Regions from separate parts of the Mus musculus genome. Here all the other regions are linked to region 3. Evidence: chromatin contacts called from public Hi-C and HiChIP or PLAC-seq data. All regions are on one chromosome and are shown on one strand. The core of a region is the stretch at or near the end of the contact, and the rest is flanking DNA. Distances in the headings are between cores, read along the strand shown.

Region 1 (7,671 bases), core at 2,432-4,931, 230 kb after region 3:
GTATTTTGCCTTTGCAGCAATGTAGCAGATTTCACGGTGAAGATGAGCTCCTCGGATCAGGGAATCCTTACTCTATTTGGTGAAATTACATAGAGCCAAATCCTTGACAACTTGAAGGATTTTACTTCTGCGTTACTAGAACCAGCCTCCAAGAAACAACAGAACTATGTGATGCTCCTTCTGTGCAAAAGGAAGAAAAAGGGATAGAGGGAAGGAGGAAGGGAGAGAGGGAAGAGGATGAAAAGAGGAAGACAGAAGAGTGAAAAAGGAAGCCAAGAAACAGAAGAGAGAGGAGAAGAATGGAAGGAAAGAAGGAAGAAAGGAAGGAAGGAGGGAAGAAATGGGGGAAAGAAGGAAGAAAGCTAGGAAAGGAAATGAGGAAGGAAGGAAGGAATGAGGAAAGGAAGGAAAGGAAATGAAGAAGGAAGGAAATAAGGAAGGAAGGAAGAATGGGAAGGAAGTGAGGAAGGAATGAGGGAAGGAAGGAGGGAGAGAGGGAGGGAGGGATGGAGGGAAAGGAAGGAATGAAGGAACTAAGGAACGTAGGAAGGAGAAAACTTCATTACTTTTTCCACTGGCATCAAGTCAGACCAAGTCTTACAGCAGAGTGCCTCTTAGAATTTACCTTTGAGGACCCAAGTCACATCTGGATACAGGGTCCTAAGTGAATGCAGCTCATGGAAGATGTGGAAGGTGAGCTTGCTGGAATATGAAATATGGCAGCCTTGAATGGTGCCACTAATTGCCAGGACTACCACACATTTCATTGGTGTCTAGGTAGGGCACCAGAGAGAGTCCGGGAGTGAGATCTCCGGGTTCCCAGCTTTCCTCCTAAGAAGTCCAAAGCATCTGTGCTTGACATAAAACACTACAGGGAGAGTTAAACGGCACAGGGAAGGTAGCTCAATGAATGGAGATCGCAGAAGGGGAAGGGCTTCTCACTTCCCTCCCCCTAGCTAGAGAAATTGAGGAAGATAGCTTGGGGAAATCAGCTCTGAAGCAGAGCTCTGGTGTGTGGTCAAGAGTCAAGGGAAAGTAGCCAGCAGAGGGTTATGGAGTTAATAATAACAGAGTCGAGAGAGTCCAGAGGACATTCGTGAAAAAAACAAAACAAAACAAAACAAAACAAAAAACGGATGAGGGCTCTGACCACTAGACAGCAGCGATTCTGTCTGTCCATTTTCTGTGTGAACAGAGAGTAAAAGTCTTCCATCCCTGTCTCCAAGCACTTGATACGCCGTTGGGGAGAACAGGGTGTTTGTAGGCTGTCCTGAAGATAGGGTTGCTCTGTGATGTACAAAAATTAGCTCTAGAGAATGGGAAGGGAGTAAAGGGGTTGGTGTGCCGGGATCGATCTACAGGTAAGAAGAGAACTGACTAAAATAGCAGAGTAAGCCCCCGCTGGGGCTGAGAACAGAACCCCAGACTGCCTGTTTCAATTTCTGGGCTCTTCCCCAAACGGAGCTGGGGAGACCTATGTTGGTAAAGATGGTGGAGTTCTTTTTATTCTTGTGACCCAAATGAGGGAACTTCAGGGCAGCCATGGGAACAAGACTTACCTATACACATCCCCACCCCAAGGCTCAGAAAGTCCTGTGAAGAGAACTTTTAGAAATTAAAGTCTCTACATACACCGTTCATCTTTGCAAATACGACCTCACCCAGTTTCAGGCAAAACAGGAATCTCATTTATACCAGTAGGAAAACTAGGCACTATAGGAGGGATGGAAAATACAGGGACCTTTTTTAGAACATGGAAATGGGTGGGATGGTTACCTGATACAGTTTTGTTAATTGTATCAAAAAATTCGCACAGCTGTGTTCCTTTCATTTAAAAGAAAAGAGAAGGAAGAGATGGAGAGAGGAAGGAAGGAGCAAGAGAGTGAGGAAAGGGTACAGAATGGAGAAACGGGAAGGAAGAACAAAAGAAAAGAAAAGAAGAGGGAAGAAGAAAGGGAGGAGGGTAGAAGGGAAAGGAAGGAGAGAGATGGGAGGAGGGAGGGAGGGAGGAAAAGAGGGAGGAATAGGAGAAGGGAAGGGAGGGAGGAGGAAGGGAAACAAAGGAGGGAGGGAGGGGAGGAGGGAGGGATCAGAGGAGGGAAGGAAGGAGGGAGGGAAGGAGGGAAAAAATTGTTGGATTTTTTCCCCCATTCAATATGTAGCCTTGGGATTCCCAGGCCCATTCCCAGTTCCAGGAGCAAGTGGAACCAGAGGGTGGTTACTTCCATTGTCCATGTGGCACATTGTGACATTCAGTTAAAGCTCTTACTATTAATACCGTTTTATAATGAGTTATAAAACCTCTCTCTGTTGATGATTTGCCTTATTAAAAGAACGGCCATCCAGATCCCACTTGAGTGTGTTTGTGTCCCGAGGGTGACTTCTGAGACAGCCTTTGCTGTGGACGAGCTCCTCCAGCTGGCCTCTCGGACCCCACAGAGGACACATTAGGCAGCAGTCCTTTTCTTAGACTGGGTTTAATCAAGTGCAAATTCTCCTTTCTAGCGCAGTACTAAACAAACCCAAGCGTTGGCTTTCTAATTTACTAGCCAGTAAACTACAGGAGCCAAGTTTTGTATGTGGCCAGTGATTTGCTTTTCTTCAGAGGGACATCATGGAGGGGCAGACCTAGCAGGTGAGACACGCCATTCACTGTACTCACAAACAAGGAGTGCCCAAGTAGGAAAGAATTGTGCTCTACAAAAGGAAATGAATGTTTTTCTGGGTTTTAAAACCTCTATATATTGTGTATGTGATGTGTGTGCGCACAGGCATGCGTATGTGCGAGCATGTGTGTGTGTGTGTGTGTGTGTGTGTGTGTGCATGTTTGCCCGGCGTGCATGTGGAGGTCAGAGGACAACTGTCACGAGTGAGTTTTTCTTCCCACCATGTGGGGTTCTGGAGATGGAACTGAGGTCATCAGATTTGGCGTCTTTACACACTAAACCACCCTGGCACCCCTGTAAATTAAAAAAGCCTAAAGGCCTCCTTCTTGCCACTGGAATTTTGAATTCTGCAGTAAACTGGTGAAAGAGAAAGCACAACTTGTACAAGAAATGAGGCTAGAACCAGAGACGTGGGACATCGGGGGGGACTTTGAACACACAGGCAACCAGAGACTAAAACAGAGGCCGCAGAGGTAGCTCATAGAGCTCGCAGGGAGAGCCATTTCTCTTGGAAGTCTGATAGTCTTCAGAGGTTTTGTGAGCAGAAAATAATATTAGCATATATTATTGTGCCTCCAATTATACTTACATTCTGAAGCTCAAACACTGGTTTAGGTAATTGAAGGTAATAACATTATGGTTGAGGACATTAAATAGCCAACCAATGACTCCCAGGAATGACCTAGAAGAAATCTCAACTTCTAGCATTTTTTAAAAGGATGTATAGAGTATACATCTCTTTCCTCCTCTTGCCTTAGAGGAAGAAATGATGGGGCCTTTGGACAGGTCTTATAGTGACCTACTGACTACTAAGACTCAATGTTTGAACTGAGAAGCCGTGGTGCTGAAGCTGAAACCAGAGAGGAGTCACTCGCAATTTGAAGCAAGAATCCCACCCCTTGTTTCCTTTCAGCGCCATGTTGCTGTCAATCAGCTGGCTCCTTGTCGGCTCTCTCCTCCTCTTTGCATCCCATCAGGCACTGTGCTGTTTTGTTTCTGACTCTAGCTCTGCCCAGAGATAAGCTCATTCGATTTATCTGCACTTCGGATCATGACTCATGTCTCATCTGAGGTCACTCCATCCTGCGTTTTCCTGTGGTGAAAATACTTTTTCTCTCTGAAAGGCGACCCAGCCATACATGGGAAGAGGGACGCAGGGGACTGCCACGGCTGTGATATATGGTGACGGTTCTGAAGAAAGTCAAAACCATTTAAAGACCAGGTTTTGATGAATTGCAGGAAATGGTGGATTTACAGCCATTCCAGAACTCCTAGGGACTGACTGTCATTGGGTGACCATGAGAATTTTAACTAGCGCGTTGTAGAACCCAGATCAAGGCTGTGACAGAGCAGAAGGTTGTTTGGGTCTCCTGTTGTATAGAGGTCGCTGGTGGGAGACATGTTTAAATTTTTTTGAGTCTTATTTTTTATTTATGTGTACATGCGTGTCTGTGTGTGCACATGCACATGTGTGTAGGTCCTCGCAGAGGCAAGAAGAGGATGTGGGGTCCCCTGAAGTTGTAATTGCAGGTGGCTGCCAGCTGCCCAATTTTTGGTGCTAGGAATTTAACCCTGATTCTTTGCAAGAGCAGCGCGTGCCTTTAACTGTTGAGCCATCTCTCCAGACCAACAAACATTTAAATTACCTTTTTTTCCCTTTTTGTTTACTTATCCAAGATTCATTTCTATTTGTTTGCTAAGGTTAAAAATTAGCAGGCAGGAGGGAAATGCCTACTGTAAAAAGCTTAAGCAGAGAGTCTTTACTTCGTGTACACTACTATGGTATGACTGCTAGGAATAGACCAACTTCTCTTCCTATGTCAGTGCGCCTCCATCCTTTAGAAGCCTTGCTGCTGCCTCATGTTATGTAGAAGGGACTGCTGGGTACTCTGACCTCCTTTAATCTTTCTGGGGAACCACGGACTATCAAGATGACAATGTAGGGTGACAGCTGAGCTATTGGGCACCATTATCCTAACATACAGTGACTTTCTTAAAGTTCACTAGGACAGTTGACATCGACCCCAAAAGCTAATGGAGCAATTGTGAGCAACATTTTTGTTGACACTAACATTTGACGGCTTTGGCTGAACCTGAAATGACTCAGCCCCGGAGACACTCATTAGATCATGTTGAGGATGTAGGGGCAGCTGCAGCTCATCTGTGAATTCCTCCTCAGTTAACTTTCTGTGAGGCATTGTACTGAACCTGTGAGGCACAGCCTGCTCGACGCTCAACACTCAACGCTCAAGGCTGATCACTCTTGGACTCGTGGTGAGTTCCAAGATGGGGTCTTCCCCTCCCAACACAATGAATAAATTATTCAAAGCATGAGATATTCTTATAAAGGCCCATAGTGTTCTGATGGGGCCAGTCATTTAGGAAGAGGTATCAATGTGCAATTGGCAGAAAAGGGGAACCCTCCGAGGAGCTGTGGTAACAGCGCAGTTACTTAAAGAACATTTAAGCTGCAAATATCTCTGTGGTTTGCGATTTGGCCCAATGCTTCAGTCACTCTGAGAAATTTCTCAAACTTTGGCTAATTACATTAAGAAATGTAAGGCTTAGTACATGATTCTACTTCCCCAAATATCGTGGGCTGTCTTCTGCATTTGGCAAGCCACTCACATGTGAGGAATTGATGAGAAAGACCAAGCAGGTTCTGGCCCACAGCAGGGAATGCTAACTGTTGATACAGAGAATAACCACTACATAATGGCCATGTAGGGCTTGTCTGTCAAACCTCAGAGACTTCATCAGAATAGTGGGGTGTGCTGGTTTCTTATGAGTGAGGAGAAAACACATGATTAGATGTGCTGAAGCCCCAATATTCTCACATGTGCCTAGTCATGCCTAAGTAAACAGCTGGAAGTGTGTGTGTGTGTGTGTGTGTGTGTGTGTGTGTGTGTGTGTGAAGTTTGCTCTTCTTATCATGTCTTCATTTGGCTACTTAATAGCCTAAAGTGGAACTCCTAGGTACAACACTGTCCCTCCTGGGTATCATGTTGTAGAACAGGCGGATGCTGTTCCTTTTCTCAATGAGCCAGTGTGAAGTCCGTGAACTGCAGAAAGCACTGATACATGCTACAATGTGCTATAGTCGTGGCTTTTTCAATCTGGCCTGGAGAGGACCGACCCTGAGCTTTATCTGGTCTCACTCAGACCAAAGCTAGCAGAAAGCACTTCATGAATTGCTCTGTGAGTGGTAGGGCTCCGTTTTCTTTTCTCAGACTTATTTTAAAACGTGCATGTATGTGTTTGACACGTTTGTGGGTGTCTGAGAAGCCCAGAGGAGGATGTCTGATTCCCTGGAGCTCAAGGAAGTTGTGAGCCACCTGACCTGTGGGCTAGGAAGTGAACCCCAGTTCTCTGGAAAAGCAGCAAGCACTTCTAACCACTGAGCCATCTCGCTAGACCAGAGGGTCTCAACCTTCCTACTGCTGTGGCCCTTTAACACAGTTCCTCATGCTGTGGTGACCCCAACCATCAAATGGTTTCCATTGTTACTTCATAACTGTAACGTTGCTACTGTTATGAATTGTAATGTAAATATCTGTGTTTCAGAAGATCTTAGGTGACCCGTGTGAAAGGCCACTGCTCTGGAGTCAGCATTAGTATCATTTAAGTGATTATATTAGGACTTTAAGGGAAAGGAGAGATAAGTCTTATACTTTAAAAACGTACACTGGTAGTTCTTAAAATCTTCCCCTGTATCTGGCAAGGTATTTAAAAGGTGCTCAATATTTATTTGAATTAGTGGAAGACAGAGTCTCAGGTCCTACAGTTTCTATGTTGTCATAACTCCATAACAGGGAGCACTTGCTGTGTTCCACATTCTCGCTTCCTCGGACGTACCCAAGGACAGTTCTTTTTCATCCTCTGTAGGCAATTTTCATTCCTGTGGTCAGTGCTGGCTAGGAAAGCAGACCATCAAGACTCTAGTCTCTAAGCAAACCCAGAACCCTGGGTGGGATGACCCAGGCACCGGCCATGCCGACACACTGGAATGTATAGAAGGACTATATTTTTATATAACTCATGCTGATAATAATTACAGTTGACATGTTTTTAAGTCATAGCTGTTTGCTGTGGTCTATAGCAAGACTATCTTGGCCATGTCAGTGATATAAATAATGACACAGATGCTTATTAATATTTTAAAGCTCAGGCCTTCATTGGTCAGTCTCCTGACTACTCCATCCGCCTAATCCTGGCGTGTGTCCCGCCATATGGCCAGGTCTACCTCTCCGCTCCAGTTCGTCCTTCCACCTCCAAGTCCATCCCTCACCCCTCATCTAGTCTCCCTGTGTCCCTCTCTTTCCTGAAGATCTGCCCTCCACTTCCGTCCCAGAGATGCCCTTCAGATCTTTATTAAAGCCAATCCGATATAATTCTAGTATGCCTTAGGCAGGTAAGGAAGAAAAAATATTTACAAAATATGGGAGCGGCAGTGGGCCATAGCTCTCTGCCAGTACAGAATCATCAATGGAATATCCAGAGACACACCTGCTCACAGTGTACCTCAATGGCAGTCCAAATCTGAGCATATAGTAATGTGGGCCTGTCTATCTACAAGTAAGGATTAGTCTCAGAAAGGCAACCTCATTCTTAAAGGGCATATGCAAGTCAGAGAGTTGAGATTCAACCTCATATTTTTCTGCTCCAGATACATTGCTACTCTGGAACCAAGGAACTAACAACAAAAGCATAGGATTTATAACAGATGGACAAGCACCCAACTCCTTTATTCTGGGTGCTCACCCACACCTATGGTCGCGCCTTTTGTGGACTCAGAGCCTTCAACTTTGTAAAGAGCTGTATGTTGGACATCTCCTCTTTCCTCACTATAATTGTGTATAGTGCAGAGCCTAAAGCTATCTGAGTTCCAGACACAATAAAGCTGAAATCATGAAAAGTAACTAGCTTTCCCAAGATCAGCTTGCTGGGAAGAAGTTTATCTAGGAAGCTTTGCTGGCCTTCACTGTTGCATGCAATACCTCACCTC
Region 2 (7,520 bases), core at 3,689-6,188, 180 kb after region 3:
ATAGCAGCCTTATTTATAATAGCCAGAAGCTGGAAAGAACCCAGATGCCCCTCAACAGAGGAATGGATACAGAAAATGTGGTACATCTACACAATTGGAGTACTACTCAGCTATTAAAAAGAATGAATTTATGAAATTCCTAGCCAAATGGATGGACCTGGAGGGCATCATCCTGAGTGAGGTAACACATTCACAAAGGAACTCACACAATATGTACTCACTGATAAGTGGATATTAGCCCAAAACCTAGGATACCCAAGATATAAGATACAATTTCCTAAACACATGAAACTCAAGAAAAATGAAGACTGAAGTGTGGACACTATGCCCCTCCTTAGAAGTGGGAACAAAACACCCTTGGAAGGAGTTACAGAGACAAAGTTTGGAGCTGAGATGAAAGGATGGTCCATGTAGAGACTTCCATATCCAGGGATCCACCCCATAATCAGCATCTAAACGCTGACACCATTGCATACACTAGCAAGATTTTATCGAAAGGACCCAGATGTAGCTGTCTCTTGTGAGACTATGTCGGGGCCTAGCAAACACAGAAGTGGATGCTCACAGTCAGCTAATGGATGGATCACAGGGCTCCCAATGGAGGAGCTAGAGAAAGTAGCCAAGGAGCTAAAGGGATCTGCAACCCTATAGGCGGAACAACATTATGAACTAACCAGTATCCCGGAGCTCTTGACTCTAGCTGCATATGTATCAAAAGATGGCCTAGTCGGCCATCACTGGAAAGAGAGGCCCATTGGACCTGCAAACTTTATATGCCCCAGTACAGGGGAACACCAGGGCCAAAAAGGGGGAGTGGGTGGGTAGGGGATTGGGGGTGGGTGGGTATGGGGGACTTTTGGTATAGCATTGGAAATGTAAATGAGCTAAATACCTAATAAAAAATGGAAAAAAAAAGAATAAGTGACAAAAGTCACTCCAGCTTGAAAAAAAAAAAAAAAGAAACAATCCTCCCCCCTCTCCCCTCCCCCTCCCCCTTCCCCTCCCCCCCTCCCCTCCCGGGTATTGGATGATCGGGAGGACTAGCACTGTTGTAATCTTTTAAAACATTGAAGCACTTGCACTTTAAAAGTTAGATTATTGTGATGTCCAAAGTGTAAAATCCCCACATATGCACACACAAGGGACCAGACTCTGCAAATGCCCAGTGATTTTCATTTCCTTTAACATGGAAATTTATAAACAACACTCATTCTCCACCTCATCCTTTGGAGAATCAAATTGTTCCATTTTTATTTCCCCTTGCTGCTGCAGATACAGTTCGCTTACAAAGCCCCAAACTTTTTAATACTGAAAAGAATGCCTTCGATTTTATAAGCAGCAGGTCTGTCAAGCAAATTGCCCTTGGCAGGAAAGCAGATCATAGATCTTGAGCTTATCTGCCTCCTCAGACTGCACACAGCCATGATTGCCCTGGGGTGCAAGCGGAGGTCTGCAGACTGCCCTGTGCTGTCTAGGCTGAGGCCGCCGGCCCCGGGCCGCTCAGGAGGGTTGGCTCTATCTGGCTGTGGTTTAGGAAGCTCTGCCTCTTCCCACCAGTGATGACTTTCTGCTGTGATTTTCAAACTGCCTACTACTGTTTATTTGGAATCTAAACATCTGGGAAGTTTTAAAGACCCAATTTGTTGAGGGCATAGTCTGTGCTCTGATTTAATGTGAACGAGACACATGACACGTAAACACGTTGATAGCAAGATTTATTAAAATGTAACTATTGCAATATAACCGGGGACTGGGCTGATTTAACTCAGTTTTCCACCCTTGTGATGGAATTTTAGGTTAGTGAGAGATGAAAGTGTTGCTGGGTTAACACTGGCCTTTTGCAGATGAAGAGTTGGAGTGAGACGAAGCCTGCTTTCCCATGCCATGCACCCAGTCGGCAGCAGAGCTGGGCACAGGAGGGGTCCCGTCTTTGTAATGTCTCCCTTGCTGCTTGAACACATCACCTTGCTCATGAGGACCTCAAGGTAGTACGTTGGTGAGAGAATGCTGTAAAAGCCTGGCTCGTATATTTAATCTCAGCTACTCTAGAAGCCAAGGAGGAAGACCGTGAGGATGAGGACAGCCTGGGCAATTAATTTAGGGGCACCTGTTTCAAAGCAAAAATAATCACATCAATCAATCAATCAACCAATCAACCAATCAATCAATCAATCCAGGTTGGGGAGGTGAGGATGTGTAGATTAGTGGTACTTGACTGCCATGTATAAGCGTGTGCTGGTCAGTCTAGGAATGAAATAGTCATAGCAGCAGCTGAAGGTACTTATGACAGACTCGAGGTTCTTCGAGTCACACAGCTTGACCCTCTCTGTAAATCCCAGAGAAGCAGATGCCGACTACATTGGGAAAACCATTTTGCATTTCCTCTTAGGTTTTGGATGTCATCTTTTGGATTCATTGGAAAGTACTGACTAAGAAAGAAGTGCTTTTGTTTAGGCTCCTGATGAAAACATCAGCTCTTAGAGACACTGTTGGCTTCGACATTTGAATGTTGGCTTCATCCATTCCCTCCATCTAACGGAGCAGTTCCACAGATCAGTTGCTATTAAAACTGGGGACAAATGGGACAGGTTCCAACTCTCTGACTCTTCGAGAGGACCACAGTCTGTTAGACTTCTCACTGTGCTCTGGCTTCTTCCCTAACCTCAACTTTAACAACTTCAGTTTCAGCTCATCTCTGACAGGACCCAAGATTTGATCGACTTAATGCTAACATCTTTAGAGTCTCCTAAACGTGGCTAGCTTTGGCCTCTGTAGATTTCCCCCCCAGCTTGTCCCTTTCCTTGGAGCACAGGCCAAACACCCTATTCTCACAGACAACTTCTGTCTTGTCTCTTCCAGCCTTCAGTGTTTAGGGCCTTCACAGCCGCATCTAGCTTACATGAATTCTTCTATCATTTGGACTTGGTTTTCTGACTAAATTGTGAGTCTGCAGCGGTTGGTGAGGATGAGATTTTTCTCCTAAGTATCCCCAAGATTAATAGGCTGTAGAAGGGACACGAATAAGTAAAAAAAAAAAAAATAAAAAAATTAAAAAAAGAAAAAGAAAATGTCAGTCAATTCTTCAGGAGAGAGTCAAGCTGAGATGCTGATCCCAGTTCTTCTCATGAATGGGCTCAGCATGGCTCTCTCTGTTGACTCTCATCACCACAAGTAAAAAAAGCCTTAGGATAGACGTCCCCACTCCCCCAGATTTGCTTCATGATTTCTTTCTCTGGCATGACCTTGCTTCTCTTTCAGTCATGGAAATTTTTCTTTGATATATGTGCATATCTATACACCTTCTTTCTGCATATATGATTTCCCCCTCAAATTATCCCAGGTATTCACTTTCAAGATCTATAATCATGTTTGTGAAAATAATAAATTAGGCAGACAGGCTGAGCTGAGTAAAAAAGTCTGCCAGAGGCAAAGAAGGAATGTCTCTTCCCAAAGCTTATATTCCCCATGCTTTCTCTTTACCACAACCTGTTGCCTCAGATTGCCAAGCTCGGGGCCTGGGCCCTTCTCTTCTATTAGCTTGTGAGGTCAGCTTTACATATTTGTTTGTGTGACATTAATAACACAGTGTCTCATATGCAATAAAGCCATAATAAGTGGGAGTAGGACATTAAAGAAATTTAAGATTTTCTTAAGCAGATTTTAATAAGTGAGTTCAGTTTACCCTTTTGAATTTCTCTCTGTATGTGTGTATATACACACATATGCATATACATATATATACATATATACATATGTACATATATATATATATACATATATATATATATGTACATACATACATGTAAATGTGTGTGTGCCCGTGTGTATTGTATGAGTATGTGGAAATGTCTGTGTGGGTAGGTCAGAGTTCAATTTTTGTATGTCTTCTTCAATTGCTTTCCATCTTGAGAAAGGAGTGTCTTTATTTTATTTTTTAATCTATTCTTTGGAAATTTCATATATTTTTATTATTTTTTTCCTGTCCTCTCATTCTCCCCAGATCAGATCCTAACTCCTCCCAGAACTTTTTGATCCTTTTCTGTAATAAAAGAAAAGAGCCATTAAAAATCATCTTATTTATGCTGGCCAACTCCTCCTGGGTATGAGACCTGACCTGGGATGTGCCTGATACAACCACTGTCACTCCACTGAAGCAAACTGACTTTCCCTCTCCTGTCAGCAGTCATTTGTGAATGGGTGGGACTTTACACCTGTGTCCACTCCTTCATGTGAGGATTTTGTCTGGTCTGAGCTTTTGGAGGCCCTGTGTACACTGTCTCAGTCTCCCTCCATAAGCTCACGTGTGCACTCACCTTCCTATGTCTGCACAATGCAGTCTCCTTAAAACCGTCCATCACTTCTGACTCTTATAATCTCCCTGTCCCTCAGACATGGTCTCTAACTCAAGGCTCAGGGCTCCGTGTCACAGGAGACAGAGTACTGTTTACGATAGATGGGCGCCCTTGACTCTCTGGGATTTGCCTGTCTCTGCCTCCCTAGTGGTGGGGTTAGAGATGGCTGGCTGGTCCCTGTGCTTGTGCAACCAAGTACTCTGTCCATTGATCCACCTCCCAAAGCCTCCCCACTTTAATTTTTCATGGATTTTCTCCCCCTTTGTATTAGATAAAATGACATTCTAAGTACTCAGACAACATAGCTGTTCCTGTTCTTATAACTTCTAAATTTCCTTTCCTTGTTATCTCAACTTGGTGTTTGCTTAGTCTGTGGCATCATGAGCACCGTGCTTTCTATTTAAGGTGACATGTGACAATTTCCTTTTTTTTTTTTAGAGGGGAGGAAGGTATGATTTTTGAAACTGCGGTTTGCTGAAGCTGGTGAAATGTATTGGTTTTGTTGACAAATTTCTTGGTCTAAACTGCTGACATTTCTCAGCCTGCTACTAGATTGTGCAACATTATGCAACTTTATGTGGAAATAAATGAGTTTATTAGTGATGAGTGTGTGTTTGCGGCTGCATCTGTGTGTGATAATAGACAACTTTTGTGGGTACTTACAGCAATAATGACACTGCTGTTTTTCAGTTCACCCTTTACCATAAACTATGTCATTATTCACTTCAGTGGGGGCATACAACCTCAAAGAATGTTACGAGAGTGGCTTGTTGAAAAGAAGTAATGGACGGTGGGTCGTTGAGTAAGCCTCTGCTGGCAGGGCTATGTGATAGCTGAGCGCAAGGCTTCTGTCATGTTGGTGGTCTATGATATTTCTGTTTTAAACCATTCATATCTGACACTGCTTTGTCCTTCAGACCAAGGCATTTCCAGTGACTGAATTCAACAGAATATTTTCCAAAGCCTACCTTAACCACTCATGGAGTCAGCTTGTACTTCAAGGAGTGTCTGGGGTAAGGGGCGGTCCCTGCTTCACAGAGTATATAGTCAGACATTAAAGTATGTGAGTGTCTAATTCAACCCAACAAATGTCAGAAACCCTGAAAGATGTAGTAAGCAGAATATTGTTGAGCTGTGCAATGGCTGGAATGGCTGGACTGGGGGTGGGGCGGAGCTAAGGTGAAAAGCATTGTGGGAGATTAGCACTAGACTAGCAAAGGGAAGAATTAGTGGGTATTCAGAAGATTGAACAGTGCGCTTTAGTTGGTGAGGCTCACATAAGAAGTTAAGGAGGAAGGAACAACATGTTGTGGGAAGGCAAGGGAAATGAAACCATAGAATAAGCAGTCCAGCTAAAATCCCCTCACGGGGGATTGGCAATGTCTCAGCTTCACCCAAGAGTTTTACATCAGACCTGAAAGTGTGAAGCAGAATCAGTGGCTGAGTCAGTGGACACTGGTTACATGTTGGTAGACAAAGGTGGGTAGAAACTGGTCTGCATTGAAGATGCTTGGGCCAGTCCGAGATAAGCAGAGTGGTCATTTCAACATGTTTGAAGACATGCTGGACTTCAGGTGAAGTCTAGAACTCAGGGTTCAACCTAGCCTTGTGCAGGGTGGCAGGCCATGTAGACTCTAAAAGGAGCCATAAGACTCAGTCCTTAGGGAAGTCTGCATATACAGCAAGGAAGTTTGGGAAGTTTGCAGCAGGGATTGCTTCTGTGGGTGATGGGGGCTTTGGAGGAGGTGGGAACAGAGGAATCAACACACTGTGATTGTAGAGTGATCGTCCAGTAGGAGGAAGGGTCAGGTGAAGGCGATGGCTGCTAACTGTTAAGAGTCTTTTCATAGGAGAGGCCCCGAGGACTTGATAGGATACCATAATAGAATCGAGAGGAGGGGTGGATACCAGATGTGCTTCTCATGTAAACCTCTGAGGATTCAGGAGCTCTGAATACAGGGAGGAACTGTGAGATGGAGGGAGAGAATAATCACAAGCCCGGTGGCTTTGGTGGCTGAGTTTACAGTGCTCACAGCTCATTTGGGGGTATGATAGTCTGGACTCAAGGGGCCCCTAGAACATCTACAGAAGCCTAGAAGTAGATCTACTTAATACTCGTACTGGCCATTTGAGCTGTCAGTAGACTGGAGACCTCAGCTCTTGTCGTCACACTACCCCTTACCAGTACTCACTGACAAGGGGTTAAACTATGTAACTCCTACTTCTTCCTCCACAGGTGACCATAGAGACGGTGCTGTGAGGATCAATCTAGGGATGGACATAAGAGGCCATGGGACACTCATCTTCTGATGAGTGACACCCCTCTCTTCTTAGCTATTTCCAAGGGCATGGGGATGATGGTAGTAGACTTTGCCCCAGGACCCTTCTCTCTCTGTAAATTCTAACAGAGCAGACACCTTCCAAGCAACAGAGGTGAGTCAATATTTCCTAGGACTTGTGGTTTCACATTGAGTCAACATTATTCTAACACCTTCTAATGCTCTTCATACTGACAGCAGGCAGTAAGTGGCAGACAGTGGGTCAGAACCGCAAGGGGCTTCAGGGCCAGCCGAGTTCTTCCTCAGAGCTCTGAGAAAGCCACAGCGAGATCCTTTTCTTCTGGTAGCTATAAGAAAGTGCTCGAAATGTGTTGGCATAGATGACTGTTCTCTATTAAAAGTAGAAGGAATAATAAATTCATAGTGAACATCTTTAGGAAGATGTATGCTACAGTTCTGGAAGTGTGAAAGTCAAGAGAAGGTGAGAAAGCACAACTCCCACAACACACAGACACATGGGCACACACACACTCACACACACAAAGGAAACAACAACAAAGACCAAATTGCTATGAGCCACTATGACTCAGAGTTCACCAACAGGGAAGAAACATATAAATTAGGGGAAAAGTTCCTCAAAGTTCCTGAAAGAGATTACCATTATTTCCTGTTGGTGTCCGGGCAGAGCTGATGGTGGCTCAAGGGGGCCTCCGCTGGTTTAGAAGAATCCTGAAATTTCATGTGGGCTATTTTTTTTTTTCTTTTTTATGGTGGAAAATCAAGCAGAGTCAAAACAAGAAAGGAAAGCTCTCCCCTCCCCCCTCCTTTTAATATCGTTTTCAGTAGCACAATGCATTAAAGCAAGGCATTTTTTTTCCCTCATAGTAAT
Region 3 (6,772 bases), core at 791-3,290:
GCTGGAATTCTCTACTATTAAAAATCTTGCCACAAGAGGCTCCCGAGACCCCACCTCTAACAGGGGGACTGCGGGTGGCTAATGGCTGCAGGAGAAGGGGAGGTAGTTTCCTTCAGTAATGTAGCCACTGGTGTGTTCCCCCACTGGATATGAACTACTCATTCTTATCCATGTCACCATGGGGCGGGGAGGGGGACACATCAAAATAGAGGGAGCTTTTGGGAAGAAGAAGGGCTTGAGAGAAAGTGGGTGGAGAGGAAGGAAAAGAGGGAGAGTAGGAGAAGGATAGAGGGAGGGGGGAGGGTAATAGAGGTGAAAAATACCCTAAATTCAGAATCCACTCGAATAAAGTTGTCAAGGAATGAAAAGCAAGGCAAAACCTTTCCCATAATTAATATTTTTATATTGATGGGAATCAAACCCCAGGCTTTGGACCAGAAATCTCTTCTTAAGAGCTAACCATCCTAGTTAAGTATTAAAGTCATTCTCTCAGGGCAGCTGGAGTAGTTGGGAAAGGACAGCCAGAGAGGCGACGATGTCATCAGGCCTCACCCCTTCCTTCCCTGCTGCATGCGCTGCACATACCCTTGCATTGGAGATGACCGGTGGCTTCCTTCGTGGCTAGTGAGGTGGGTCCTGTGTGGTCCACAGCTGCCTGTAACTCCTACTCAAAGGGATTTTGCTCCCTCTTTTGGTTTCTATGGGCATCATGCACCTGTGCCCATATCTCTCCCCCACCCCAAACACATAATTAAAAATTGAATAAAAATCTAAGATTAATACAATGGCAGTACTGCCTTTAGGTGCAACTTGAGATGGTATAGGCCTTAAAGGAAAGTTATTAACTCCCAGGACTGAAGGCTGACGGTGGGGAAGGGAGCTGCACTCAGGGATCTGTCTGAGAGGATCTTCATCCATGCTTCTCTCGGTATCTCCCTACACTAAGTCTGACTCATCCTGCTACCAAGCCTCTGTTCTTGTGTGTACTACACCAGCTAAAATCCACATGGTCTCTTACCCTAGGAAGATGTTGGATGACAATGATGGAATCCATAGGCCCCTCCTTTTGTCTGCATCAGCTGACCTTGATCCTTTGCCCTTTCCTGTCCACGGAGATTCCCTCAAAAAACCCTGAGTGAATTTGGAAAGAGGAAAAGGGAAACAGAAGATGAAATTCAGGAATCTATTACTGTACCTATCTTCAATTAGGGCACGAGTATGTTCTTTTATTTCCCTTCTTACCAGTTTACCAAGAAGCCATCTTCGAACTGGGGAGTGTTGACAGCTGTGGATCTCACCTGGACAGGCACACAGTTGATGACATCATTTCAGTCTTGACAGGATGCCTTCGTTTTACACGATGAACTCTGACCCTCTTGCGGGTCACGTCCCTCTTGGGGATTTGTTAGAATCCAGATTTAACTACCTCTCTACTAGATTTGCTTTTATAGATCTTCAGTGAGGTAGGGACTGGATATGTGGATGGTTAATGAGTATCCAAGGGGTTGTTATGATCAGACCAGTTTAGGAAATAGTGTAGTAGTGGTGGTGACGAGTGAGAAATGTCCTCACAGGCTCAGGTACTTGAATGTGTGGTTCCATGTGCTGTTTGGGAAGTCATGGAACCTTTAGGTGGTGCAGCCATGCAGGAGGAAGCACGCCACTGAGGGTGGGCATTGAGTGATCATGGCCTCAGTCCTCTCTCTGCTCTGTTTGCAGTGACAGAAGTGATTTTTCTTAGCTTCCCACTTTCTGGTCATTGTGTGTTATCACAACAGGAAAGCGACTGACACACTGACATCCTTTGCTGTGGCTGTTAGAGAACACAATAATCCCACCGGCTGGGTAAATGGCTCTGTAAATGTCCAGTGTTGAGGTTTCGCCTTTTACTGTCTATTGTAATGCTAAGTGTGGGCCCCCAAGACCTGGAGTCTGCACACAGCTCATGTGACCCTGTCCCCAAGTTAATTCTGATTGGTGAATAAAGATGTCAATAGCTGTGCAGAAGAGACATAGGTAGGGTTTAGGATTCCCAGGCTTGTGGGAGAGGAGCGCTCACTGGAGAGGAGGAAGGAAAGTCACAATGGGTTAAGGGTCAAGGGTCATGAGAACTACCCAATCAGAGTTAAGAGCAGCCCAGATGGAACATGGTAAATAGTAAGTAATAACTCAGGGTTATCAATAGTGAAGTGGATTCTAACAGCTTGGAGGTGAGGTATCCATCCGTTCAGCTATTGTGCTGCTTAAGGCTTGTAACTATGAAGGCTGTGAGTGTGTTTTTCATCCAGGAACTCAATAACCAAAGGTGGGGTAGAAACCTCGGCTGGGATTTAAATAATTTATTATAACACTCCAGAGGTAAGGTATGGATTTAGGGTGCTGATATCAATTTCAACTGTGCATTCTTTGTCATCCCCTCCCTTCTTCCGTCTCTCCATCCTTTTCCTCCTTTCAGGCTTCCATCTCTGTTTTATTTTCAATCGCGTGTCTTTGTGCCCTTGTGTCGGTCCCACTGAGGCCAGAAGAGGGCACCCAGTCACCTGGAACTGGAGTTACAGCTGGTTGTGAGCTGGCTGATATGGGTGCTGAGAACTGAGCTTAGGACCACAGCAGGAACCTTGCTTGCTTTTAAACCAGAGAGCTACCTCTCCAGTCCCATCTTCCCCTGTTTGCTTCCTTCCTCCCTTCTTCTCCTCCCCCCACCCCCCTCTCTGTTTTTGTGGTACAGAGGCTCACTCTGCTCAGGCTGGCCTGGAACTCACTTTGTTGCCAGGGTTGACCTTGAACTCCAAATGTTTTTGTCTCTGCATCCCCAAAGGCTGGGATTTCTGGCTCACACCTCCGGGCTCACTCTCCCATTTTTGTCTTCTCCTTGAACAAATTTTATTGTACTATTTAAGTATTATATCACAAATTATTATTATTTTTGCAAACAAAGTAGACTATAATAGAAGGAATTCTGGCAGGATGTAAAGGGACGGATTCTACGGGTCATTCTGAAGACACTTTTCGATGGACTGTTTCTGGAAGTGTGAAAGCCACCCAGAGATGTTTCCACAAGTCACAGCAGGCTGGGGAGGGAGTATCAGCTTGTTTCTTAGGCTACTACCCCAATTTAGCATCAACCTAGTGACTTAAAACTTCCTCACTTTATTGTCTCACCATTCTGGATGCCAGACATCTGAAATGAGTTTTTCAGGGTGAAGACATGGTGTTGACAGGGGTAGATCCTTCTGGAAGTCACAAGGGGAGAAATGTGCTTTATTATAGCTTCAGGTTGCTGCTGGCACTCCGTGGTTTATGTCCTTGTCACCTCAGTCCTGGTTTCTCTGATGACATAGACTTCTGTTCTGCATCAAATTTCCTTTGGGCCTCCTCATGTGTGTGTGTGTGTGTGTGTGTGTGTGTGTGTGATGTGTGTGTATATATGTATATACATGTATACATGTGTGTATGAAGGTCAGAGGTGAGCCTTGGGTGTTGCTTTAGACGTATTCATCTTATATGGTATGCATGTGGTATATGTGTGCATTGTTTGTATGTGTGTGTGTGTGCACATGTGTTTGCTTGTAGATGTTAGAGAAAAACTTTGGGTGTGCCGTCCTATCTATCTCTGCATTATTCTTTTGAGACAGGCTGTCTCAACTGAACCCAGAGCTATACCAGCAGCCAGTAAGTTGCAGGGATCCTCCTGTCTCCGTGCTTCACAGTGCCATGGATACAACCACATCTGTTTTTATTTCTATTTTTATTTTTTTAATGTGCATACTTGGGACACTCATGTTTGCATAACAAGTCCCCCCCCCCAAGTCATATTTCTAGCCCTCTTGCATTTGAGACAAGGTCTCTCATTGGCTGGGGGGGGGGTCCACCAATTAGGACAGGTTGGTTGGTCAATAAGCCTTAAGAATCCTCCTGCTTCTGCTTCCCCAGTGCTGGGATAAAGGTATGTGCCAGCACACTTGGCTTTAACAGGAACTCTGAGATCCATACTTGGGTCTTCAAGCTTGCACAGAAAGACTATTATTCATTTGTCTCCCCAGTCCTTTGCCTTTTATAAATGATGTGTGGTTTCATTCAGCACCAACACACAGACTCCAGTGTCAGCTGCCATCACAGGGTCTTTAAATTGATTACACCTGCATCCTCCTTTTCCAAATAAGGTAACCCTCACAATATTGGTAATACTGGGAATAGGGATGTGCTAATTAGTTCTGTCAACTTGATACACACTAGAGATACTTTAGAAGAGGGAGTCTCAGCTGAGAAATTGCCTCCATCAGATCGGCCTGTGGGCAAGCAGGAACATTTTCTTGATTCCTAACTGGTGTGGGAGGGCCCAGCTCATGGTGGGCAGTGGCGTCCCTGTGCAGATAGGCTTGATTTATTCAAAGAAGACAGCTGAACAGGCCAGAGGGAAGACTAGTGAGCAGCATTCTTCCATGGTCTCTGCTTCAGTTCCCGCCTCTAGGTTCCTGCTTGAGTTTCTGATCTGGCCTTCCTTGAAGACTAACTCTTCAAAAGCAAACTCTTTCCTCCCCAAGGCGTTTTTGGTCAATGTTTATCACAGCATCAGAGAGCAAGCAAGGTCAACACACTGCTTATCTTTGGAAACTGTTACTCAGCTTCCCATTCAAAGTATTGGATTGCAGTAGCCCACCATTGGGAGCAGAGGGCACAGAAACTGTCATGATGCAGATGGAAGGGGGAGAAATATCCTCATCTCTTGTTCTGGTTTCTGGCTGGAGAACCTTGAGAACTGCGGATGAGCATGGGGCTCATGGAAGTCATTCTTCTGGGCACCAACAAGTAGAAAAGGTAGGGAGTGGGTGTGGCCATCAGTACCAGTTACTGCTAGGCCCTGGGCATGACTGCAGCCCTTGAGATGAGCAGCGCTTCTCAGGGGCAGGGCCTGTGTTACACGCACACAGGGTTTCCGTGCATTCCTTAGGCTTTGGTTCTAGTTAAAAGGAGATCGGATGATTGCTGTCAACACCTTTGCAGTCCACACTTTGGATTTCTCTTTATTGTCTTCACTGGCCCAGCCTAGAGTGGAGAAGAGCTTCCTGGCTGACTTGAAGGGAGTAGAGTGGGCCGACTTTAAGCAATGCCGCAACCCGCATTCCGAGATCAGCACCAGTCCTTGTCTCCATGAGAAGGTTCCAGTCCCAGTTCGTACACCTCCTCCCAGTTCAGCCTCCCCAGCCCCATGCTGTTCTTGAGACTTGCACTGGAATTTCCATACCTTGCGTAGCCCAGCTGTCATCCCCATAGTGACAGTTAAAACCACGCTTCTATCTACAAGAGAGGAGAATCTGGCTCCGTAGGTGAGTGAGCCTACTGGGCTGCGACCCACAATGCCTTAGCCTTTAGCGTCTTTCCCTTTCTGCCAGTGTCTATCAGGTTATCTCTTCCTCCATCCCCAGAATCACCTATCCGCCAGGCCCGCAGCTCTCCATTCCTCCCCCAGCTTGCTCTTTAGTTGAGTCTTGAGTGTCTTTTCCAGCAGAACGGCTGAGATTGACCTCAGGTGTTAGGGGAAATATCCACGTCCAATTCTTACCTTCTAATGATGGCTCGGACATATTATTTTATTGACATTTGAAACTAAAGACAAAACCAGCTGCTTCTTGAGGGAGGTGGGAAGCGAAACATGAAAAGAATCTGCGGTACAACCATTGCTCCCACCCCGCCCAAACCCAAACCAATAAAATGAGTCTAGCCAATAATTCAACCTCCGCGCCTCCTGTTCCCTGTGACTAAAGACTGCAGACGCTGCGCAGCGGGGGCCTCCTCATTGCTGAGGAATTTATCATCAGGAGTTTATTAGTTTTAATGTAGCCAACAGGGGCTTCTGATAGTATTTTTTTTTTCCTGAGGGAAATTTTTCTCTCCAAGGACAAATGTTCCCCAGAACTGACACTTAACCGACTTTATAATTCAGTGTGGCTTGGTTGAATGGCGTACCTTTCAAAAAATGCCATCACGGGAGAAGGATCCTACTGTCTGCAGGAATTTGTCACTTTTACCTCTGCTTTAGAAATGCCTCAGGGCTTAGAGCATAGCGACTCTAATTATTGTAATAATCCTCTAAAGGGAGAGGCTCATCGGTCATGGTTGAAAGTGATTTCTTTTTCTTTCTTTCTTTCTTTTTTTTAGTGGGATAGCTTTAAAAATGTCTTGTTTGGACCCAGATTGTCATCCATTAATTGGTAATTTAAGCAAGTTACTTAATGCCAGGCAATTAGGTTAATGAGAGCACTGGCCCGTTTGAAGTTGAGCAGGCCTGGAGATGAGCTCAGAGCTCTTTAGAAAGACATTAAGTCAATTTGGTGTGAAAGGCAGAGGGGCATATCCCTCTCCTACAGTTTCAGAGAAGTATCATGCGCATGTAGACTTCTCTTGAAGCATGGAAATTATGATGGTGGGCCCCTCCGGCATCCTGGCAGCCACCCTACCATCGAGGAAGAGGCAACAGCTGTCCCAGCTCCATCATTGGGAAAGATGACAGGCCTGGATTAAGCCCTGCAGAGGCCAGGAACTCTTGAAGGAGCCAGGCAGACAAACAGAACCACAGACACACAGAACACCTTGAACTGGAGCAGATGGGATAGCTAATGAATGGGTTGAAATGGTAGCAGTCTCTACAGTGGGAGCCAGCTGGGTTTACCTGAGCTGTTTCATGGAGGGACAATTTCAGAGTAGCCAGGCTGCCTTCAAATGTTTGTCAGAGATATTCATAGCGCTGCTATTCACCCTTCAAAGGACAGGG
Region 4 (6,900 bases), core at 1,563-4,062, 140 kb after region 3:
TTAATGACGTCATTATGGAACTGGGATAGTGTTACCTGACAGACACACCACTCTAGCATTCAGTGAAAGCATCTGGGCCGAGGATTCTTTTATATGACTGAGTTCTCCTTAGTCACTTCGGCGCAGGTATCATATATATGTGAAACTTGAGGTTGACAGAGATGATATGCCACATACCCACAGAAGGCAGCGGGGCGATGCAGCTTCAATCTGTGGCTTCCTGACTCTGTTTCTGAGCTCTTAAGTAATACATTAAGTTTTACACTTAAACTAGAGTATGTTTTTTTATCTTGAAGATTAATATTTACTTTTATTTGTGTGTGTGTGTGTGTGTGTGTGTGTGTGTGCCACACGTATCCAGGTGTCTGTGGAGGCCAGAAGAGAGTGTTAGATCTCTTGGAGTTGAGAGTGTTAGATCTCTTGGAGTTGGAATTAGAGGTGGCTGTGAGCTGTCAGATATGAGTGCTGAGAACTGAACTCGGGTCCTCTGGAAGAGCAGTCAGTGCTCATAACCAACAGACCATCGCTCCAGCTCCTATGACTAAAATCTTGATGTGAATGCACAGTATTACAACGTTCGAACTTTCCCATGACTAGGTTATTTCTGAAGTTTGATTCTCTGGGGTTTCAATTACTTAGTAGGAGACAAAACTCTCATTTAAATTGTGTGAGAACCTCGGGGCCACCAGGGTTATCTTTTTCTTAGCATCAAGGCCTGCTGAGAATGGCACCTGAAGAACATGATATTTCTGTGGGAACCCAGAGGAAGAAGTCTTTGACACATCACTCCATACAAAGTACCATTACAAAATAGCTTAAATATGCATATATGTCTGTGGCTATCTACCTCCCTTCAATAAAACATTTACTCATGTCTATCAGAATTGGAACATTAAAAAAATTAGAATAAGCAAACAAACAAATGCCCCCCTAGACCCTTAAACAAGAGCACTCATATTACCACACTCAGAAACAACCACCCAGGGGCTGGAGAGATGACTCAGTAATTAAGAGCACTGGCCTCTCTTCCAGAAGACCCAAGTTTGATTACCAGCATCCACAAGACAACTCACAACTGTGTGTAACCTCAGTTCCAGAGGAACTATGCCCTCACACAGCCATGCAGGCAGAACATCAATACACATGAAAATAAATAAATCTTAACAAAACAAAACAAAACAAAACAAAACAAAACACTGTATGGAGGGGGTGCTTAAAATAACGGCTATTCGCCATTTTTTAATACTAGCATTTGATATGTAAAATGGGATCATGTCTACTATTTGAGCTGACAAGATTTATATATCCACTGCAAGGGCTTCATGCACTTAGCCATCTCCCCAAGTCTCTTAAACTCTGTTTAATGGAAGGAATATATTTCCATAGTAAGCTTACAGATGACTTTAGAGAAACACACAGAGCAAGGCCCTGCTTTTCTAATTTGTTAGGTCAATGTCTCAGTTACTTATCTGTCAACAGCCAATAGTTTCTTACTTATTAGTGTGGAATTTTCTATGTATGTAAGCATTCCTCCCTTTCCCTCTGCCCTCTTCCCTTCCTTTCTTACCCCATCTCCACTAACGTTTGCTGAGCATGTAGTATTTCCTGTAAGTCATGTTGTGGGTCTGCATTTTGCCCTGCTGTGGGCTAGCCTGCGTGCTGTCAGGTGCTGGGCTCAATCGAAGCGCTGATACACTGCTCAGGGAGGGACACCGAAGCTGGGTTCCCTGACTCCCGGGAATCCAGTCACCTCTGGAAAACTGCACAGTGGAGTCAGGAACAGAGGGCCGGAGGTCCATGGGTTAGCGCCGAGGCCAGGGCCTAGGGCTCCCAAACTCCTGGACATCTTGACGCCATTGGGTCTCAGGGAGCTGGGAATGGAGTTGGAGTCCTGAGGGCTGAGGATGATGATGAGCCCAGGGCCAGGGGAATGGGGAATGCTGAGTTAGCTCATTTGCTATTGTCCTTAGCTTAGCAGTGGTTGTCTGGGAGCACAAAGGGGCCTTCTGTAGGCTGTGGCTCTGTAGGCAAAGGTATTTTCCATGTTCCCCACAGTGGTCCTTGATGGAAGAGACAGTCCTTGGTTCCAAACAGTTTATTGCTTGTTCATTGTGGAAAAGGGGTGCATACCACCTTCTCAGGGTGGACCAGAGATTAAATACCTTTTGCAGGAAGGAATGTCTGGGAAGGGAAGCTTATTGGTTAAACCTCCAGGGCATCTAGATGCCTTGTTAGCATGTAGAATTCTGTTCTGGGCTACTTGAGCGACATGGGTAGTGTGGCCACGTGTTCTGGGCCAGGAATCTGGCAGGGATCAGGGAGACACTTACCCTCTCAGGTGGGTGCCTGCGTGCCAGGGTCTCAGACCCACTCAATTCAAGTTTCTTGGCATGGTTCTTTGTTGTACATCTTGTTAATCTCAGATGGTGAGTGTTGCAGCTCTTATGAGATGAAGGCTGTGGTTTTCTTGCTCACTTCTCGTGTCCATGAACAAAGATATTTTTAAGAGGTAACTATTTTCAGCTGAAAGCAAACAGCCTTTTAAAAAGTGTCTCTGTTTCCTTAGGTGCAGACATTTTGGAAATGCCAAATTGAAAATGCATATGCTCCCGTGGAAGAAGCAAAGGGGGTTGATTTGCTAAGTGTGCATCTCTTTGTTGTGGCTCAGAGATCTGAGCGTGGTTTCTGGGAAACCAGGCAATGTGGAAATGAAAGAGATTCTGTGTCTCGAATTGCTGAGCCACCACTGGGCTGTCAAACACAAACATAAGTTTTGCCAATTTAAAGTGGAAGTCTGAGACGAAAGTCAGCTGGCAGTTATCTGTGGCTTCCTGCTGTTACTTGGTTTCTGGTTAGCTTCAGTGAGTTGCTGAGAGGAGAAGAGTTATGAGCAAACCACCCACCTACCCAGTGACATATGGAAGGTGCTACATCGTTGTCCTGTCTCTTTCCCAACCTTGAGAGGGCTGGGGATGCATGCGGCTCCATCTTAGAGCATCTGCGAAGTACTCGTAGAATCCCGAGTCCCATCTTCAGCACCACAACTCTCTGCTTGAAGAACAAGTGTCAGTACTTGTCTTTTAGGCAGGAAGTGCCCACAGAGCTTGTCTATACAGAAAGTTGATGCACACAGACAGGGGTTGGGTGGGGTTGGTGACAACGTGTAAGAAGGTCATTGTCAGAAGATGATGGATCCATGGAACATTGCTTTGGTGAACCTAGATGGCCCATGTTTGCTTGGGTAGCCGAGATTCCAATGAGCTTCCTTGATTGCTACAATCACTTGAGCAAAATGGTGAACTGTTTGGGGCTCTTGGGAAGATGCTCTGCTCTCATCAGGAGCCCTCCTCTAATAAAAATGTTTAGATCATAAGAGATCCTGATTCCGATGAGTGTGTTGTTCATTCCCCTCACTCGGCAAAGCCTTCTAGGTCGTCCTTGGTTTCCCATCATTCTGCCTGCGCTGGCACAGATAAAGTCAGCCAGGAGAGGGGATCAGGGACGTGTCCATTAAGTGCAGGTCTCTGCCACAGAAGAGTTAGGATGAAGTTATAGAAAGAACTGGTTTGGGGCCAAGTTGTAGAGTGATGGACATAACAAGGGTTGAGAGCAGGAGGCAACATTTTTTTTCCTTCTTAAAGGAAAATTGGACAATTATGAAATAAACTCAAGATGTGTGTGTGTGTGTGTGTGTGTGTGTGTGTGTGTGTGCATTGCATGTATGTGTGGGCATATACCTGCACCATTGCCCTCCCCCTCTCTCTGTGTGTATGTGTGTAAGCTAAAGGTCAGATATTTTCCTTTCTTGCTTTTTCTATTAATATTTAAGATCTCTTATTGAATGTGGAACTCACAACTTTGGCAAAACTGGTTGACCATTGAGCACCCAGTATCTCCTATCTTGGTCATCAGCTCTGGGGCTGTGGGTACTTAGCATTACATCCAGATTCTATGTGGATGCTAGGGATCTGAACTTGGATCCTCATGGCTATACAGCGGGTTCTTCACTGACTAAGCCATCTCTCCAACTTCGGGCACTTTGAAAGAAAACTGAGATAGCAATGTCTATAGCACATGTGATAGCCACGTGCATCTGCAAAAGAGTTATGGAAGTGTAATATTAGTATAATATATGGAAGTATAATATATCATTGACATTGCAAAGGTATTGCATGTGTATAGGTGGTTTTAAAATACAGAAATGCACAATTAAAATCCACTTTTACATTCATTTATGATAATCTGTATATCTGTCCATCCATTCATTCATCTATTTTTCTATGTTTGGTTATTTTGTGAGTTTTTCATGTGTAGTTTTTACATGACAAAAATCACAATGTACATTTCGGCTTATGATTTCTTTGTCCTCACAACTGTATGTCATGAACATTTCCTTGTGTTATTGAATGTGGTTAGTTGAATTTTTGGAAGATTCCTCAGCATGCTTTGGTAACTGTCCTGGCTAGTTTTATGTCAACTCAATGCAAGCTAGAGTTATCTGAAAGGAGGGACCCTCAATTGAGAAAATACCTCTATAAGGTCCGGCTGTAAAGCATTTTCTTGATTTGTGATTGATGGAGGAGGGCCCAGCGTATTGTGGGTAGTGCCATCCCTGTGCTAATAGTCCTAGGTACTATAAGAATTCAGACTGAGTAAGCCATGGGAGCAAGCCATGTAAGCAGCACCTCTCCTTGGTCTCTGCATCAGCTCCTGCCTCCAGATTCCTGCCCTATTTGAGTTCCTGCCCGGACTTCCTTCAATGATAGTGCTATGACAGTGTAAGCCAAATATACCCTTTCCTCTCCAAGTTTCTTTGGTCATGGTGCTTCATCAAAGCAGTAGTAACCCTGACTAAGACAGACTTTTAGCCATAGTTTAGGACAGTCAGTATTATGGGCACTTATCACTATGGAAAATATTATCCATTAAGTATCGATTAATTAAGTTAATTATTAATTCTTAATATGCATTTTGTTTTGGGGGGAAGATATAGCTGATATACACGCCTCCATTCTTTCTGCTAAGTGCAATTAAATACCATGCTGGCTAGTTTTTGTTTGTTATGTTTGTTTCCTTGCTTGTTTGTATTTTTCTTTATCCACTTGATACAACCTGGAGTCATTTGTGAAAAGGGAGCCTCGATTAAGGAAACGGTCTAATCAGATTGGCCTGTGGGCAAGCCTGTGGTGCATTCCTTAAGTTAGGGATTGGCCTAGGAGGGCCCATCAGAAGCTGGAATGGGATGTGTTATTCGGTTTCCCTGGGTTGATATGGGGGGCATCTGTTAGGAGATGGGACTTCCATTCCCCACTGAGAAATAGTGAGGGATCTCCTCCTCTTGCCACCTCCTTCTTTGGTCTCAGTACAGACTGTGGGTAGGCTAGGTTTACAGTCATAGCCGCAGGTGGGTGGTGTTAGAGGAGGCCTAGTGAAGACTGGCGACTGTTGCTGCCCTATGTGGGCACCATCCTCCTTCCTTGGTACTAGTGGTGGTCATCAGACGAGAAGTAACTCTCATTGTGTCCAGCAGTAACAGGGGAGCTTTCAGACTTCCTCCGTGTGCCAGTGGTGCCCAAGTGGGAACCTACACTATTTTCACCTGGGTGGAGTAACAGGCATTACTCTTTCTCCTGTTAGGCCTGTGTTAGAAGAAACCAGTTAAAACAGGTTTGGATAAGATCCTGAGTTACATGGTATTGTACTCAAGCTAGCCTTATTTTTTTTTCCCAGTGAAAACCACCCATTACACTAAGAAACAGGAAGATCCCAAATTGAAAACAGAAAGATAGTTGACACAAACATAGCCAGGTGTGGAAGGTCATGAGGACCGTGTCGAAGGGCTGAATGCAGTGGGCTGTGGAGCACAAGACTCTATCTTAAGTAATAAAAACTAGACACTAACATCAGCTGATGATTTAGCCAAGATTTTAAATCAGTTGTCATAAAAATAGTTTGTTAAAAATATAAGCCTGGCTGGAATTACAAATTATAGAAATAGCCTTAACTAGGAAATACAAAGTCTCAGAACAAAAGAAAAAGAAATGAAAAAATTTAAACTGAAAATACAATTAATTAAAATAAGATACTTAATGGCTAGGCTGAAGAGCAGGATGGGGAAGGGACAGAGGCAAGGGCCAGGTAAATGGAAGACAGAAAAATGGCAACAAAGAGAAAACCTGAAAACCAGTGACTAGTGCATCCTAGCCTTGAAAACTAGAACAAGAGTTAGTGAGTGAGCCACCAGGAATGCAGACACTGCAGGCAGACACTGCAGGCACTGCTGACACTACAGGTAGACACCATAGACACTACAGACACTGCAGACATTGCAGGCAGACACTGCAGGCACTGCAGATATACACTGCAGACATTGAAGACACTGCAGGCAGACACTGCAGACACTAAAGACACTGTAGGCAGACACTGCAGGCATTGCAAACACTGCAGGTGCTGAGGAGAGGAAAGATGGAGACCAGAAAAGAACTCTAATGAAGAACAATCAACAGTGTCTCCAACTTGGTAAAAAGCCTACTAATTTCAGAAGCCAGGTGAAATCCAGAAGAGAGAAATGCAGGGACACCAAGCCAAACAAATCACACTCCCAGTTGAAAGCTGGAGACAGTAAAATAAATGCTAAATGATGGAAGCCCCTTACCTGCAAGGGATAAACAATTAGAATAATAATTTTTCTCATCAGAATACTGTATAAGCCTTTCAAAAATCACTAGGAACAGGGCTGGTGAAGTGCTTGCCGCAGCAGCTCGAGTCTCTAAAACTCATGTATTTGATGGAGCCAATCCTGGGCACTGTTGGAATTCCTCCCTGGGGACATGAAGACAAGTGGATCTTTAGTGCTGGCTGGCCAGTCAACCTGGCTAGCTAATCAATGATGCTCAAGTC

The links. A called contact is a pair of places that touch in the nucleus more often than the background predicts. HiChIP or PLAC-seq counts read pairs in DNA pulled down with a chosen protein or histone mark.
Region 1: a contact with region 3 is called in an H3K27ac HiChIP or PLAC-seq map of the HPC-7 cell line, with 6 times the contacts expected there. The contact joins the enhancer-like site here to the promoter of 4930488B22Rik in region 3. A contact is called at or near these places in 1 of 15 datasets of contacts at CTCF or cohesin (stem cell-derived epiblast-like cells), 22 of 484 Hi-C or Micro-C datasets (bone marrow-derived macrophages, embryonic stem cells, myeloid progenitors and 2 more), 15 of 115 datasets of contacts at active chromatin or transcription factors (the HPC-7 cell line, bone marrow-derived macrophages, craniofacial prominence and 8 more) and 1 of 9 other capture datasets (embryonic stem cells).
Region 2: a contact with region 3 is called in a Hi-C map of bone marrow-derived macrophages, with 28 read pairs. The contact joins the enhancer-like site here to the promoter of 4930488B22Rik in region 3. A contact is called at or near these places in 4 of 39 promoter capture datasets (embryonic stem cells, hippocampal neurons, liver and 1 more), 7 of 484 Hi-C or Micro-C datasets (the HPC-5 cell line, bone marrow-derived dendritic cells, bone marrow-derived macrophages and 3 more) and 8 of 115 datasets of contacts at active chromatin or transcription factors (the HPC-7 cell line, the NIH/3T3 cell line, acute myeloid leukemia and 5 more).
Region 4: a contact with region 3 is called in a Hi-C map of bone marrow-derived macrophages, with 29 read pairs. The contact joins the enhancer-like site here to the promoter of 4930488B22Rik in region 3. A contact is called at or near these places in 12 of 39 promoter capture datasets (the 3T3-L1 cell line, 3T3-L1-derived adipocytes, the C10 cell line and 7 more), 7 of 484 Hi-C or Micro-C datasets (the 63-12 cell line, the C10 cell line, Th1 cells and 4 more), 4 of 115 datasets of contacts at active chromatin or transcription factors (the HPC-7 cell line, bone marrow-derived macrophages, fetal liver and 1 more) and 2 of 9 other capture datasets (bone marrow-derived macrophages and embryonic stem cells).

What each region holds. Positions count from the first base shown.
Region 1 is chr1:184,478,296-184,485,966 of GRCm38.p6, reverse strand. No RefSeq gene overlaps it. Among named protein-coding and RNA genes, the nearest start is that of Gm34229, 50 kb to the right of the region's middle. Within about 2 kb of position 3,681, at least 10 of the 459 cell types and tissues checked have an H3K27ac peak or open chromatin away from gene starts, as enhancers often do. A contact at or near this core is called in the HPC-7 cell line, where this site is marked.
Region 2 is chr1:184,533,974-184,541,493 of GRCm38.p6, reverse strand. All of the region lies in intron 2 of 1700112H15Rik (RIKEN cDNA 1700112H15 gene), which reads left to right. Among named protein-coding and RNA genes, the nearest start is that of 1700112H15Rik, 20 kb to the left of the region's middle. Within about 2 kb of position 4,938, at least 58 of the 459 cell types and tissues checked have an H3K27ac peak or open chromatin away from gene starts, as enhancers often do. A contact at or near this core is called in the HPC-5 cell line, the HPC-7 cell line, acute myeloid leukemia and 3 more, where this site is marked.
Region 3 is chr1:184,707,765-184,714,536 of GRCm38.p6, reverse strand. 4930488B22Rik (RIKEN cDNA 4930488B22 gene) reads right to left here and starts at 2,040. Exons shown (of 3, transcript NR_040627.1): 1 at 1,243-2,040; 2 at 1,019-1,131.
Region 4 is chr1:184,569,428-184,576,327 of GRCm38.p6, reverse strand. No RefSeq gene overlaps it. Among named protein-coding and RNA genes, the nearest start is that of Gm23349, 7.3 kb to the left of the region's middle. Within about 2 kb of position 2,812, at least 20 of the 459 cell types and tissues checked have an H3K27ac peak or open chromatin away from gene starts, as enhancers often do. A contact at or near this core is called in the HPC-7 cell line, Th1 cells and bone marrow-derived macrophages, where this site is marked.